Linked DNA regions of Danio rerio: region 2 is linked to region 1. The links are chromatin contacts, called in public HiChIP or PLAC-seq maps. All regions are on one chromosome and are shown on one strand. The core of a region is the stretch at or near the end of the contact, and the rest is flanking DNA. Distances in the headings are between cores, read along the strand shown. Region 1 holds the start of fzd8a (frizzled class receptor 8a). Region 2 has its middle 32 kb from the start of cpb1.

What was found. HiChIP or PLAC-seq counts read pairs in DNA pulled down with a chosen protein or histone mark.
Region 2: an H3K4me3 HiChIP or PLAC-seq map of embryo shows a contact between it and region 1, with 4 times the contacts expected there. The contact joins the enhancer-like site here to the promoter of fzd8a in region 1. A contact is called at or near these places in 9 of 18 Hi-C or Micro-C datasets (caudal fin, embryo, fibroblasts and 2 more) and 4 of 4 datasets of contacts at active chromatin or transcription factors (caudal fin, embryo, gastrula embryo and 1 more).

Annotation. Positions count from the first base shown.
Region 1 is chr24:4,634,793-4,642,413 of GRCz12tu, forward strand. It overlaps fzd8a (frizzled class receptor 8a), which reads right to left and starts at 3,880. Exons shown (of 1, transcript NM_130918.2): 1 at 1,276-3,880. The coding sequence starts at 3,566. The coding sequence ends at 1,827.
Region 2 is chr24:4,922,246-4,928,789 of GRCz12tu, forward strand. No RefSeq gene overlaps it. Among named protein-coding and RNA genes, the nearest start is that of cpb1, 32 kb to the right of the region's middle. Within about 2 kb of position 2,031, at least 4 of the 62 cell types and tissues checked have an H3K27ac peak or open chromatin away from gene starts, as enhancers often do.

The sequences.
Region 1 (7,621 bases), core at 2,630-5,129:
GATTGTATTAGATAGTTGTGTCAGAATCTATCAGAGTAATTACACAAATTTAGTTAGGTTGAGTGTGAAATGAGATAGACGGCTTAGTGATTATGAAACAAGTTGTGCAAACACTGCTCATACTGAGAAAGTTGCCACAAACAGTGCTCAGCATAACCGAGTACAAATGAATCTTTTATCTATTTCTTAGTGAATATAGGCAATGTATTTTGGTGAATTTAAACAAAACAGATTTATTAAACAGATATATTTATTAAAATAATATTTTAGTCACCAAATATCTTTAGAAATTGAAAGATAAGTAAATTTAAACAAAATATCACAAAAATAAATTTCAACGTACAAAATTTTAACTAAAGTTTTCAATTCTTTTCTTCTCTTGATTTTTCATCTTTCCTGTATTTGTATTTAATATTATTCTATAACATACATTTGTACTAGTTTTTGGACCGTTATCTTAAGTTATTTTGTTAGATTAGCTCCAGATTTGGCTTGACTAACCTAATATATGCATACATACAACATTGTATAGCTTCCTTTTAGATTTGTGAGGGGTGCACTTATATATGCTGAGCACTGTATATATGTACAAATGATAATTGCTGTATTACACAAAAGTAACCAGTAGAATTTGCAACAATTCCTGTCAATCTTTGTCTAACAAACTGCAATGAAGTTTTACAAAAAGCGTCTGTGGATTACGTAAGGGACCACCTGTAGGTTTCCATTCACTGTCCCCGCGAGTGTAACTACTATTAATACCACAGCTGAAATTCAAAAAGGGCGTTCTGATAGTGCTTAAAAAAATCAAACTGTCACAGGTTCTCTTTAACAAAACATGGCTGGGGCCCCGAGCTTCAAACAATTTCTATAACGTCGATCAAAGGACAACAGTCTCAAATTAGACCTTAAAAAACCTGGCGCATCAGTCTAAAGGTTCTATCTACATGGCACCTTTATTCTAGACTTTAAAAGAAAGATCAAAGTTTCCCCAGATGAAAAGGGCCCGTTTCCTGCATTTAAACCCCATTCCCCAGCCCTCTTTTGGTAAATTAAGTAGCAAGCACGTGAAGGGTTCAACAATTATGGAGATTCTCCAACACAAGGCCCTTGTCTCTAATTAGGCCTCAGATAGCTAAAAGAGTTTCTCTCAACAGAACCCACAAAAGCATCTTTACGAAGCATCTTCAATGGGAATGACCACAAAGAACCGATGGATGGGGAGCATTCATTACCAGAGTCTTCCCGGACCCACGAAAGCAGCAGTTAGAGAAGTTCAGATTCCTCAAAAAGTTTTTATTGTCAAAATAAAAGTCATATTTGCTTTTCGTGTGGCATCTACACTATGTACAAATTTACAATAAATTTTATAAATCATCTTTTATACACCATTTACAAGTTCGTATAAATACATTTAGCAAAAAGAAAGAAAAAATAGAGAAAACAACCCGTATATAATAACAATAACAATAATAATTGGGCACTAAGACGTTAAGGCTTATTCAAACCATCTTTGATTGTTCAGACAATTCAAAACTTGTCTTTCAACAACGTGTAAAAGTAAATGAGACAAAAATAAAAATGCTGCAAGTTGGGGACATGTGTTACTCCACTAGGAACAATGTAATGCCCGAATTCTCCTTAAGAATGACTGATTGCATGTCATGTCCATATCAATAGAATGGAATTAGCGAAACGTAATTGTTTCTGCATCGCTGCATTGTTTCAACCAGTCCGTCGGCTAATAGAAACCATCAACAAGTTCATTTGTATGCAAATGTCTGAAAGACCAGGAGACCCCCAACAATTAATGGGGTTTTCTGGTTTCAGACTTGGGACAAAGGCATCTGCTTGGGGCACGACACGGAGCTGGCGGTACCGGACCTCCACGTTAATCCCGTGCTCACGTCACTGTACATGGAGCCACCGGAGCCCTTGCTGCCCCAACAGCAGCGCGTGCAGAAACTCCTCCAGGACTCCAATGTCTTACCGGACCAGGTCCAAACTCCAGAGGTGATGCCCACCAGAAGGCACATGAAGTATTTGAGCATGAAGACGGCATAGTCCGGCCTCTTGATCTCCTGCTCCAGTAAACACGAACAGTTATGAGTGATCTCCCAACTCTGTCTGTTGTGCTGCTCATAGAAATAACACGCCACGATGATGGTGGCGGGAACCGTGTAGAGCACCGTGAAAATCCCAATTCGGATCATCAGCTTCTCCAGCTTGTCCGTTTTAGTGCCCCCCTGTTTAATGACACTCCTGATCCTAAAAAGCGACACAAATCCAGCCAAAAGAAACATGGTGCCTATAAATAGGTATATGACCAGGGGGGCCAGCACGAAGCCCCGCAGATTGTCCAAGTTCTGGTTGCCAACGTAGCAGATCCCGGCGACCGGATCTCCGTCCACCGAGCTCAGCGCGAGGACGGCTATAGACTTCATGGACGGGATGAGCCAAGCGGCCAGGTGAAAGTACTGAGAGTAGCCCGCGATGGCCTCGTTTCCCCACTTCATGCCCGCCGCGAGGAACCAGGTGAGCGAGAGGATGACCCACCATATGGAGCTGGCCATTCCGAAGAAGTAGATAAGCAGGAACACAACGGTGCACAACGCGGGGCCGGTGGTCTCGTAGTGAATGTGCTCCACGTCATACTCCCGATTGCACGCCACTTTTTCGTGCCCGGCGATCAATCGCACTATATACCCGATCGACACAAACATGTAGCACGCCGAGAGGAAAATAATAGGGCGCTCTGGGTATTTAAACCGCTCCATGTCGATTAGGAAGGTGGCGACTGTGGCGAAGGTGGATATGAAGCACAACACGGACCAAAGTCCGATCCAGAAGGCCGTAAAAGTCCGCTCATCCTGCGTAAAATATGGGTTGTGACATGGCATGGCGCAGTTTGGGATTTGACCCGTCTTAACGCGGTTGTAGAGCGGGTGTCGATCGCTGTTCACCGGCACCATCGGCGCGCGACACTGGCAGCCCGGCTCGCAGGGCTTATTCTTATTGGGTCCGACGCCTGGCCGCCCGCTTTTCTTTTTGTGCGGATTAATGGCTTTGCTGGGGTAGTTGGTGGGTTTGGACAGCACCGGCGACACTGTGGTGGAGTCGGTTCGGTTGTAGTCCATGCACAGCGTGTCTGGGGCTCCTTGCACGGGCAGTAGATCGCACCTCATCCGATCCGGCCAAGGGAAGCCGTATTGCCGCATGAGCGGGGCGCAGCCCGCCTTGGCTCTCTCGCAGACGCTCCGGCACGGCGGAAGGGGTTTCTTATAGTCCTCCAGGCATATCGGGGTGTACATGCTGCACAAGAAGAACTTGAGATCCGGGGAGCACTGAATCTCCACCAGAGGCCAGAACTGGTGCACCTCCAAGCCGGCTTCATCCTGCGTGTCGTGGTTGAACTGGTTGGGCATGTAGGTGTAGTTATAACCGATGCCCTTGCACAGCGGAACGGCGATCTCCTGACAGGTGATCTCCTTGGCCGTGGTACCGCTCGATCGGGGCAGCAGAGCCAGCGCGAGGAACAGGTAAATCCCCAACAGGTAGCACTCCATCCTGTCAACACAAGCAACGCGGCGCTGGGAACAGTTCAGTTCAGATGTTGCAGAGCAGACCCATCTCCGCTTCACTTGTTTGGCACGGAGTCGCGGTTGGGTTGCATACCGAGAATAAATAGCCCTCGGGCGGGCGCAGGCAAAATGGCTGAGGGAATAAATGCAGCCGTCTCGTATTTCCTCTCCTTATTCCCGCTCCGGCGATGTGTTAAAAAATAAAGCCGCGGTTTGTTCTTCAAAACTTCTCTGTCAACAAGAAAACTCCCGGTGTAAACGCGTTTTCAACATTCGTGGTGTTCGCGAGAGGCTTTCTCATACAAATCAGTGCTGTAGAGTAGGACGCACTGAGTATAAAAGACAGTCGTGCGGACACGCCCACTACGAGCAACTGGCCAATCGAGAGGCTGCGGGGGCGGGCCACGGAGTCCTGTCAATCACTTTTGCTGAAGGTATACAGTTGCAGAATGCTGTTTCTGAGGGGGAAAACAAATTAGATCAAAGATACACGTTTATGCCTGAAGCTAGCAGATCACACCAAAAACACATGATCTATTCTAGACGAATCACTAAAGAAAATTACCATTCATATTTAAGTGCTAATGTGTGGTTTTATGTTGTTTGATTTCTTTGTTTGATAGCTTTTTATATGTGCTTTATTGAGGTGAAACTGGTTGCAAAAAATATTTCTGAAAGATCTCAAACTATTATTAGAGTCTATATATGTTTTTACTCTTGCATTTTCCATTTAATTACATACAGGTAATAATATAAAGATAATTATGTAATTTCTTCTTTTAATTTAACTTAAACTGATATGAGACAAAGCGATTTTTAATGCACATCTATATTATTCAAAGTCTGTTATATCTCAACCAGTGTCTTTAAACATTCTAATTGTTGAAATGTATGAATAAAATACTTTGTTTTTACTTATTTTATCCTAAAATGTGTTTGCAACAGTACTACTGTTATTATTAATCTAAGTATTATTATTAATATTATTATTAGTAGAAGTAGTAGTAGTAGTATTGCTCTAATATTATTAATATTGTTGTTGTTGTTGTTGTTATTATCAGTATTATTATTATAGACACATATATACATTGCACATTTTAAATGTATTGCATTGCACTTAAAAACAAACCTGTTTTCATGCCATCTATATATTTCACATTTATTATTATTATTATTATTAAGTATTAATTATTATCATAATCATCATCATAAGTATTATTATAAGTATTATTATTAATATTGTTATTATTATTAATATTGCTATTATTATTATCTATTATTATTCAGTGAACATATAAACTGATTTTGAAGTTGGCACGTTTTAATTATGAAGAACATACTTCTGTTTTCCCCTGATTTTTTTAAAGCAAAGGTGAAAAGGCGAAGCTGATTGAGATGTTACAGAGTCAAAATGCTAATCAAATTTTTGATTCTCCGATTATTGAGAATGATTAATTATTGCAGGTTATTCAGAATTAAATATTTGTTATTTATATAAATGTTAGTAATTCAAAATATTACTAATATAATAATATAATATAATATAATATAATATAATATAATATAATATAATATAATATAATATAATATAATATAATAATTCAAAAACACTAAACATTTTTCATAACCTTGCCCTTTGTTTGATCCACTATGACAGCTTTCCATCCTCTGATCATGTTTAAAAATACAGTAAAATTGAAAGAAAAACTATAGCTCATATATTCTATATTAGCATGAAAGCTAAAGTTGTTTTGTTTGTAGATTTATTTTGGGTTTATTTAATTATTTATTTATTTATTTATTTATTTATTTTTGCATTTCACATAAAAACAAACTTGTCTTCATGCCATCTAAATATTTTCACATTTTTCATTATTATTATAATTATTATGTAGCGACCCCTGATTAATAAAGGGACTATGCCGAGAAGAAAATTAATGAATATTAATTATTATTATTATTATTATTATCATTATTATTGTTATTAAAATCATTATTAGTATTAAAATTTAAAATATTGTTATTATTATTATTATTATTATTATTATTATAAACACATTGCACATTTAAAATCTATTGCATTGTACTTAACAATAAACCTGTCTTCCAACCATATTTATATTTTACATTTTTCATTATTTTTTTATTAGTATAGTAGTAGTAGTGTGTTGCTGTTTTTATTTTTAAAAATATATTATTTAGGCTGTAATATTATTTTTATGTATACAATCATTCATCCATCGATTCATTTCATATAGTACTTTTGCAAAATTGCACATTTTATAATATCTTAAAGCTATGTATAGCTTATAAGTTATTTATAAGTAACTTTAAATAATGTAGTTTAAATTAGTTAAACATGCTTTACTTGTATGCCACCCTGCTTGTTAACAACCCATATTCATATTTTCACTTTTTCCTCTCTTTTTTTTTTCCGAGTTTGCAGCTTTGTGTTCAACCACAACTTTATCAGAAACTATCCGTGCCTCATTATCCCAGCCTATTATTTTAAGAAACTCTGCACAGACACACGTATAAACTACAGCGAGAGTCCGTCTCATTGGGCCCCCTAATGCATTGGGGTTAATTTGTGAATGATAGGGCCTGGCGGGGGGTCGTCCCGCTGGCAGAGCCCGGAGTTGATGTTTTAATGGAGGTGTGGATGTGCCGAGCTCCTGCAGAGGATGTAATTACTGCAAACTCAAGAACAAGTAAAGCAGTTTGTTAAACAGTGGCGGTGGACAAGCAACCCCTTCCCCCAAACTCATTACCACAGGCCGTCTTAAAGGAAAGAAACGCAGAGTAACAGTAAAATTAAAGAGCGCTAAACAAATGATTAAAGCGCCCGTCTCAGATACATCCATGTTCAATGGCTTTTTTTAAAAAAGGATCTCTTTGAACTATTGTTCAGACCCACACGTCCATCACGAGTAATTACATTTAACTCAGTTTAATATGGATCCACCTTCTTTTCTACGCATGAATAATGTACATGCTTTTAAAAAGGATCTATTATGCCACTTTTTTACAAGATGTGAAATAAGTCTCTGATGTGCCTAGAGTGTTTCTGAAGTTCAAAATATCACACAAATCATTTTGTAAGAAATGTTGCGATCAAGTCAGCGCCCTGTAGCAACAAATAATAACCAATAATAATATAATGCTCCGATTCTCCACTTCTTGGGAAACCAGCAACTTTCTCAATAAGATGTTTGTGTGTCTATATTAGTATTTAGATGTTACAATATTGTTTCTTAGTGAAAGGACAGTGTTTTAATTAAAATACCTTAACCAAGACGTGACGCAACACTGCGTTGATGTCTCTGGTGGATCCTAAAGGTGAGAATGACGGCCAAATATCTCAAATACGTGTATCATTTCCTTCAAAAAGAACTGTAGACATGAACACGGGAGGTAGAGATAGCGTTTTTATCTGTTAAATATAGATCAGATATGAAGCGTATATTTGTATCATAAAAATTAAGAGTGTTGGTGAAACGTATATAAAAAACACAAGCTTAAATAAACGTTATAATGCATAAACAACATTACGTACGCATGTTAATAAAGCTGTTCTGTGTCAGTTAAATCAGTTGACTGAAATTCTACATTTTTAACGCAATTGGTTGAGTTATTAAATAACTAACCCAATAAAGGTTACAAATATCCCAACAAAGCACCAAATATTTAACTCAACTGGTTGAGTTATTAATGAAAAACCCAATAAAGGATAAAATAACCCAACAAAACACCAAATATTTTTAAATAATTAATGTTTTTTCGAGTGTATAAATCTTTGAAACTGACCTGTTTAGTCTTGATGTGCCGTTTTGGTGTCTGTCGCTTTAAATTCAAATGAGATTGTGCTTTTTTCAGAAGAGGGTGGAGCTACAAATGCCTGTGTCAGCATAGTGGCATATTCAAAACAGGAATAATGTTATTTGTGTATAAAGTGTCTACAGAGGAAGACATTGTTTACTTGTGCATCCTAAAACTTTACTCTTCTAATGCCTCAGTCACTGGCGGCCATTAGAAATATT
Region 2 (6,544 bases), core at 781-3,280, 290 kb after region 1:
GAAATGTATTGGTAATGATGGATGACAGTTTTGACTCTTCTATACTGTAAAAAAAAATAAATAAATCTGTAAATTAGGTGATTCAGGTTTTTTTTTTTTTTTTTCGCCCCGGTTATTTATGCTTTTAAACTGCATTATAGGATCTTGATCTTTCTTGTAACAAATTTTAACCTTTTAAAAAGTTTGAACAAGTGACTTTTATTAACATTTTTAACAGTTTTAAATGAGCAATATCACACGGGTAGCAGTGCAATTCGGCTGTGTATCAGTACTGGTGGGAGCCGTACATTGGCTCAAGGCTGCAGGCCGAGTGTCTCAGTGTCCCAGCACTGACTATATACAGCCATATTGCACTGCTACAAGCGTAATACTGCATTTATGCAACAGTTCTATGGCATAATGGTATAATTTAAAAATTAAATCTAACACAGAGTCTCAAAAACCCTTTTGTAAGAAGAGCAGACAGTCAGCCATGGGCATTAGCCATGCTATATTTCTACTCAGACCCCCTAAAACTGTTGCAATTAGCTCATAAACTATACACTAAATAAACCACCTCAGTCCCCTTTAAATTTAAAAAAAAAACTGCACCAGAATTCAGCTCCTCCCCTTCTTTTGTTTTTCATTTGATCAGCAAACCACCGCTGTGCAGAGCCAGAAAACAAGATGTGTGTTTATGGATAAACTGTTATAATATCTGCTGGATACACTTGTATCACCAGTACCCCAATGTCATCGAGGAGCAATCAGGTTTTCTCGGTGTTCACCATATAATCATAGCTATTTCTTCCAGTGATAAATGTAACTCTTAACGAACATTTAACTTTTTTTATTTCAAAATGAAACTACCAGTAATAACCATTATAACCAACAGTAATAACCAACAGTAATACACTTAGATACACTTAGATTCACACTTAGATACTGTTTGACAACTTGTTAGCAAGTTAGCAGGTTTGGCATGCTGTCCCGGGAGAGAACCCTGAGCTTGGAAATAGTTGAGCCCAGGGCTCCCGCCAGGTCCATAGAGCATGTGAGGGGAGTACAAGATCAGGTGTTCTCGAGAGCTCCCCTCGCCTAAAGAGGAAAGGAGGAGAAGGGGTGGATAGGGGGTTTCTTCGGGAAACGAAAATAAGGGAGTAGTTCTTAGCTAGGTTACTTATAGTGAGTTTGGATCAATCTGATTGGCTAGCTAATATGTGTAGATGAGTGGCCAGCTGCAGTTAATCATATCACGTGCTCCTCTCGAAATTAGTATGTGAAACTTCATTTCTAATAACTGATTTGCCATGATGACCATAATTTTTACAAATTAGGGTACTTAGGAAAGTCATTGCATAATGATGGTTTGTTCTGTAGACTACTGAAGTAAATATTGCTTAAGTGGTGTTAATAATATTGACCCAAAAATGCCTTTAAAAAACTAAAACTGCTTTTATTCCAGTTGAAATGAAACAAATAAGACTTTCTAGAAACAAAACTATTAAAGGAAATACTGTGAAAAATTCCTTGCTCAGTATATATATACATATATATATATACCCCTTTTATATATATATATATATATATATATATATATATATATATATATATATATATATATATATATATATATATATATATATATATATGAATATATGAATGCACATTTTTATTTTACCTGACAACAAAACTATTTTTAGATTCCACTTGGCTACCTTCATCCCACCTTTCAAATCCAATTAAAAACCTGCCTCTAGGCACTTTTAAAGCACTGATTTCAATTATACCTGCATTTTGATGAAGAAATCCCTTTTACATAAACAAACACAAGCCTTACACGCAAACAAAGGCTTGTCATCTTCTTGGCACCACGGGTCTACACACACCCTGTCTGGACTCCCTGCGTTCAATAAGTGCACGTCGACATGTAAGGTGTGAGTGACATGTTTATTTTAGTTCACAATTAGTCTCGCCAAACCCACAACACTGATCTCTGCCCATGTTTGCCTGTTGATTGACTTGTACATGCTCCAACTGTTGCATCATTCTGGGCCCAGGGCCAAAACACACACACAAGCCTACCATGCAAAGAAAAGGGTTATAAAACTATGCACACAAATCTGACTCTTGAAGACTAAAATAAATGTAGGTTGGGTCTTGATTCATGATGCCTTCAGATATTGCAAATAATTCGGCAAGATGATTTAAAAGGATAGTTCAGGATTTAAAGGTCACATAAAATTAAAATTAAGTTTTTTTAGATGTTATTATCAGAATTGTTTATTATTATATTATTATTAAAAAAAAAAAACATCTAGTGTGCTCCAAAACAAGGACTAAATCCGCCTTTAAAATGTAAAGCTTGTAGTTTGTCACTTCCGTTCTTGTTCCCCTGATCATTTTAAAGGAGCGCTACCCTATACTAAAATTGTGGCTCTATTGATGCATTCCTTCCAATATACAACACTAGCGTAGGCGACATCTAATGTAAATATCTATGATGCTCTTAAGCTCAACCATTCTCACTGGCAGAGCGCTGATAAAAACAAAATGCTATTAGCTGTTTTTTTTTTAAAGGGCAGGAGCTACATTATGTTCCACCCTCTCTTCATGTTCAGTTGCGATTACATTTAACATCAAATAAAAATGCTTATTTCAGAGCACTTCACAGGACCTTTAAAGGGATAGTTCCCAAAACTGAAAAAATAGTTTCCATTTACTCACTCTAAAGTTGTTTTAAAAGTTTCTGTTAAAGATATCAAAAGAAGATATTTCGAAGAAAGCTGAAACTATATTGACTCCTGTAGTAGGAAGAGCAAACAGTATGAAAGTCAATGGTTACAAGTTTTCAGCTCTTTTTTTTTCTTTAACGGAGGAAAGAAAGAGAAACAGGTTTGCCACAAGTAAAGAGAGAGTAAATAATGACAGAATAATTTTTTGGGGAGTAATCTATGCCATTAATTGTGAGATAACCCAAAATAATAATAAAGTTTATGTATTGGTTGCACCAAACTTGGTGTCTGAAAGAAACCATGCATGATTCTGTGCTTCTTCAGAAAAGGTTAATTGCATCTCAGGCTGACTGGACTGATGTTATCATCACACTGTCAGATGCATTTACTTCTGTTGTGTCTGCTGTGATGTTTAGATAAAGGATCAGAAATTCATTCATTCATTTTCTTTTCGGCTCAGTCCCTTTATTAATCAGGGGTCACCACAGCGGAATGAACCAGGATCCGAAATACATAGTTTAAAAAATAAATAAATAATTAAAGGGTTAGTTAATTTAAAATTAATTCTGTTATTAATTACTCACCCTCATATCTTAATCCCCTGAGATTAGTGTTGTCAGTATACCTATTAAAAGTACAGCCATTAAAATATACTGGGTTTAATGATGAAAAGCTGATGGATTATAATGTATTCAATGGCAATTAGTCCATTAGTAGTTAGAACCAGCCCAATTTCATGATGTAACTATTTTATTTTGATTTTCCCAAGCGAAAAGGACATCAACTGAAAGTTTCTGTTGTATACCATGACCATTGGTACACTTTTGGCAGTGGAAATGCAACCCTGATAAAGGTGACCCTACCAATCCATACCGTACTGTACCACTCAGTGGAAAAAAGGATGCCTTAAACCCCGCACCTAACCCTACCCCTCATTAGGAGATGAGCAAATTGTACTAACATGTATGAATGAGATCATGCAAACGAATATGGATTAGCATCTAAATGAAACAGTTATGAATTTCCGTGAGATTTGGCATGCGATGCAGGATTCTTTTAGCCTTGAGCATGGAGTAATATACTGCAGTTTTTTGAGTAACTGGCCCAACACTGCATTATAAATGACTCCGTTCAGTCGTAATAAATTCACCTACCAACGACAGATGTGGAAAAAGAAAAGTTTATTACGGACACTAGTTAGATGCCAAAGTAAACGCGCATCTCACTGACCATCTCAAGGATTCCAAACACATGAAGTAGATCATTTTAAGATTGTTATTGCCAGCGGGTAATTAATAATACAAAAAAACAAACCGTGGCCCCTTCCCCAACTTTCTTGCTCATCCACCTTTCTCAGGGGATACCTTTTGATTGAATATATTGATTTGCTTGAGGCCAGCTAGTAGCCTGCCACGGGGATTCAAAATAAACCTTCACATCGAATGAACACAGCGGTATAGTCCTGCATCTTAAACAGGAAGCCAACTCGACCAACCTGTTGGGACATAAACAAAACCTTGCCTTTTACAAAACAAATTCAACTCGTGTTGAAGGCGCGAGAAACACGTTAGTGCTGGAATCAATGTCAAAGCGGTGGACATCTTAACACGCTCGTCTGTTTAAATGAATGTACCTGATACCAAACAAAGCTGGGAGATGCTGGAGAACAGATTGATTGATTTTTGGACTTTGTTAACAGACCTTCCACCCTGTTCACAATGAATGTGATGGTGAATTCAACTCACGGCAGAGCGGAGAGTAGTGAAATGCTTCCTCCTGGTGGACATTTATAGACGCTCTGTTAAAGTTATGTGGTTTTGTTAACCTTAGAACAAGGATGTTCAGTTTTGCTCCCACAGGGCCAGTTTCCTGCTGTTTAGCTCCAAGACACGTGTCCCATGAAACACTAGTCACAATAAAAGAGCTCCGAGAATTGTAGAAGCATGCTGAAATAGCATGGCTACTTGAACAACAGATTTCCCCTTTTGTTATTACTCACTCATTCATTTTCCTTCGGTTAAGTCCCTTTATTCATCAGGGAATTCACACAGCAGAATGAACCAACTTATCCAGTATATGTTTTACACAGCAGATGCCCTTCCAGGTGCAACCCAGTACTAGGAAACACTCATACACACTCATTCACACAAATACACTACAGCCAATTAAGTTTATTCAATTCACCTGTACTGCATGCCTTTGCACTGTGGGGGAAACCGGAGCACTGGAAGGAAACCCACACCGACACGGGGAACATGCAAACTCCACACAGAAACGCTAACTGGCCCAGCCGGGGCTTGAACCAGTGACCTTCTTGCAGTGCTAACTACTTAACCACCGTGTTTACCCCCTTGGTTTTAAATTCAGGATTAAAATTGGTTTGACGTGGCGGTGGCTGAAAGACCTTAACATGTTACAATTACAAAAAACGCCAGTGAATTAAGAATCAGTTTGACGGCAGACATGATGCAAATCTTCCCAACGCAAACACCTAAAAAAACATACTGCATTTTCTCGCAATGCAAACAAATTAATAAAACATGCTGCACAATGGAAAGGTTTCAAGGGGACCCAAAAATGTGACGCACCTGGTTATTCAGGTTATGTACTGCGTCCAAAATCTCCTACTACTTAGACAAGTATGTTCTATACAGTATAAATGTCAGTAGTAGGAATCGAATTCGGACATATTGCATCCGCCATTTTGTTGTCACCACAACCATCATGTCCTCCCAATCATCGCTATCCACTAAATTGGCTCTATCCCCATCTCTCTACTCCACCAATAGTCTACTCCACCAATCCTGTGGCTGCCGTCGCATCATCCAAGTATATCCTGCACACTGGTGGTGGTGTGGAGAGACCTCCGCTCATGATTGTGAAGCGCTTTGGGTGTATGAACATACACAATAAATGCGCTATATGATTACACATTACATCACGTGATCTATCCACCTCAGTCGCGTTGCTTTACTACCATTCAAAAATCTCAAGGTGGATCATGGGATAGCGTAGCGTCCATCCAATGTGCACTTTAGAATCTCACCGGAAGTAGTAGGTCATCAGGGTATTTCTAGCATACTGTTTTTCGAATTCTATGAATTCTGACATACTACCCGGCACATATACTGCTTTTAGCACAATATAGTATGGAGGTATGCAGTTTCGGTCGCAGCAATGGTTATTTAGGCTAATAAAAAACACAGAAAACAAGTGAATGCTGTAATCAGGATGTTGGGTCCAGCTGGGTCCATCATGTTTGAGGGTCCCCTTGAAACATTTTCATTCTGTTCCCTGATACTTGCATGTGTTTTGAGTAAATGTAGGCATTTTCTTAATTTTTTTGCGTTGTGAGAAAATTTAAAATAACAAAAAAGTATTAGTAGTTTATTACAAGGTTTGTAATAGAAAAAAATATGACTTTAAACTATGACAAACGCTAATAAAAGTAACTTTTTCAAACTTTATTTTCTTTTTCGGCTTGGTTCCTTTAAACGCTGTTGGAAGAAAAATTAAGGACAGAGATTCAAAAGCATAAATAATAAGGGTGTGACGAGATCTTGGGCTAAAACATCTCGCGAGCCTAAATCGCGACGAGATATCTCATTGAGGCGAAAAGTTGTCTTGTGAGTTATGATGGAGCGAGAGGGTGAATTTAGCACTGTAGATTGGAGGCAGGATTGGATTTGACCCACAAATGCTTTGCACACAATCCTGTGCTGCCTCGTGATTTTAAAGGTTGCAGGAATTGTTTTCCAGTTGAATAAAAAAATATTTTTCCTTTATATATGATCACATAATTTGCTAATATTTAAAATTACATACACTAT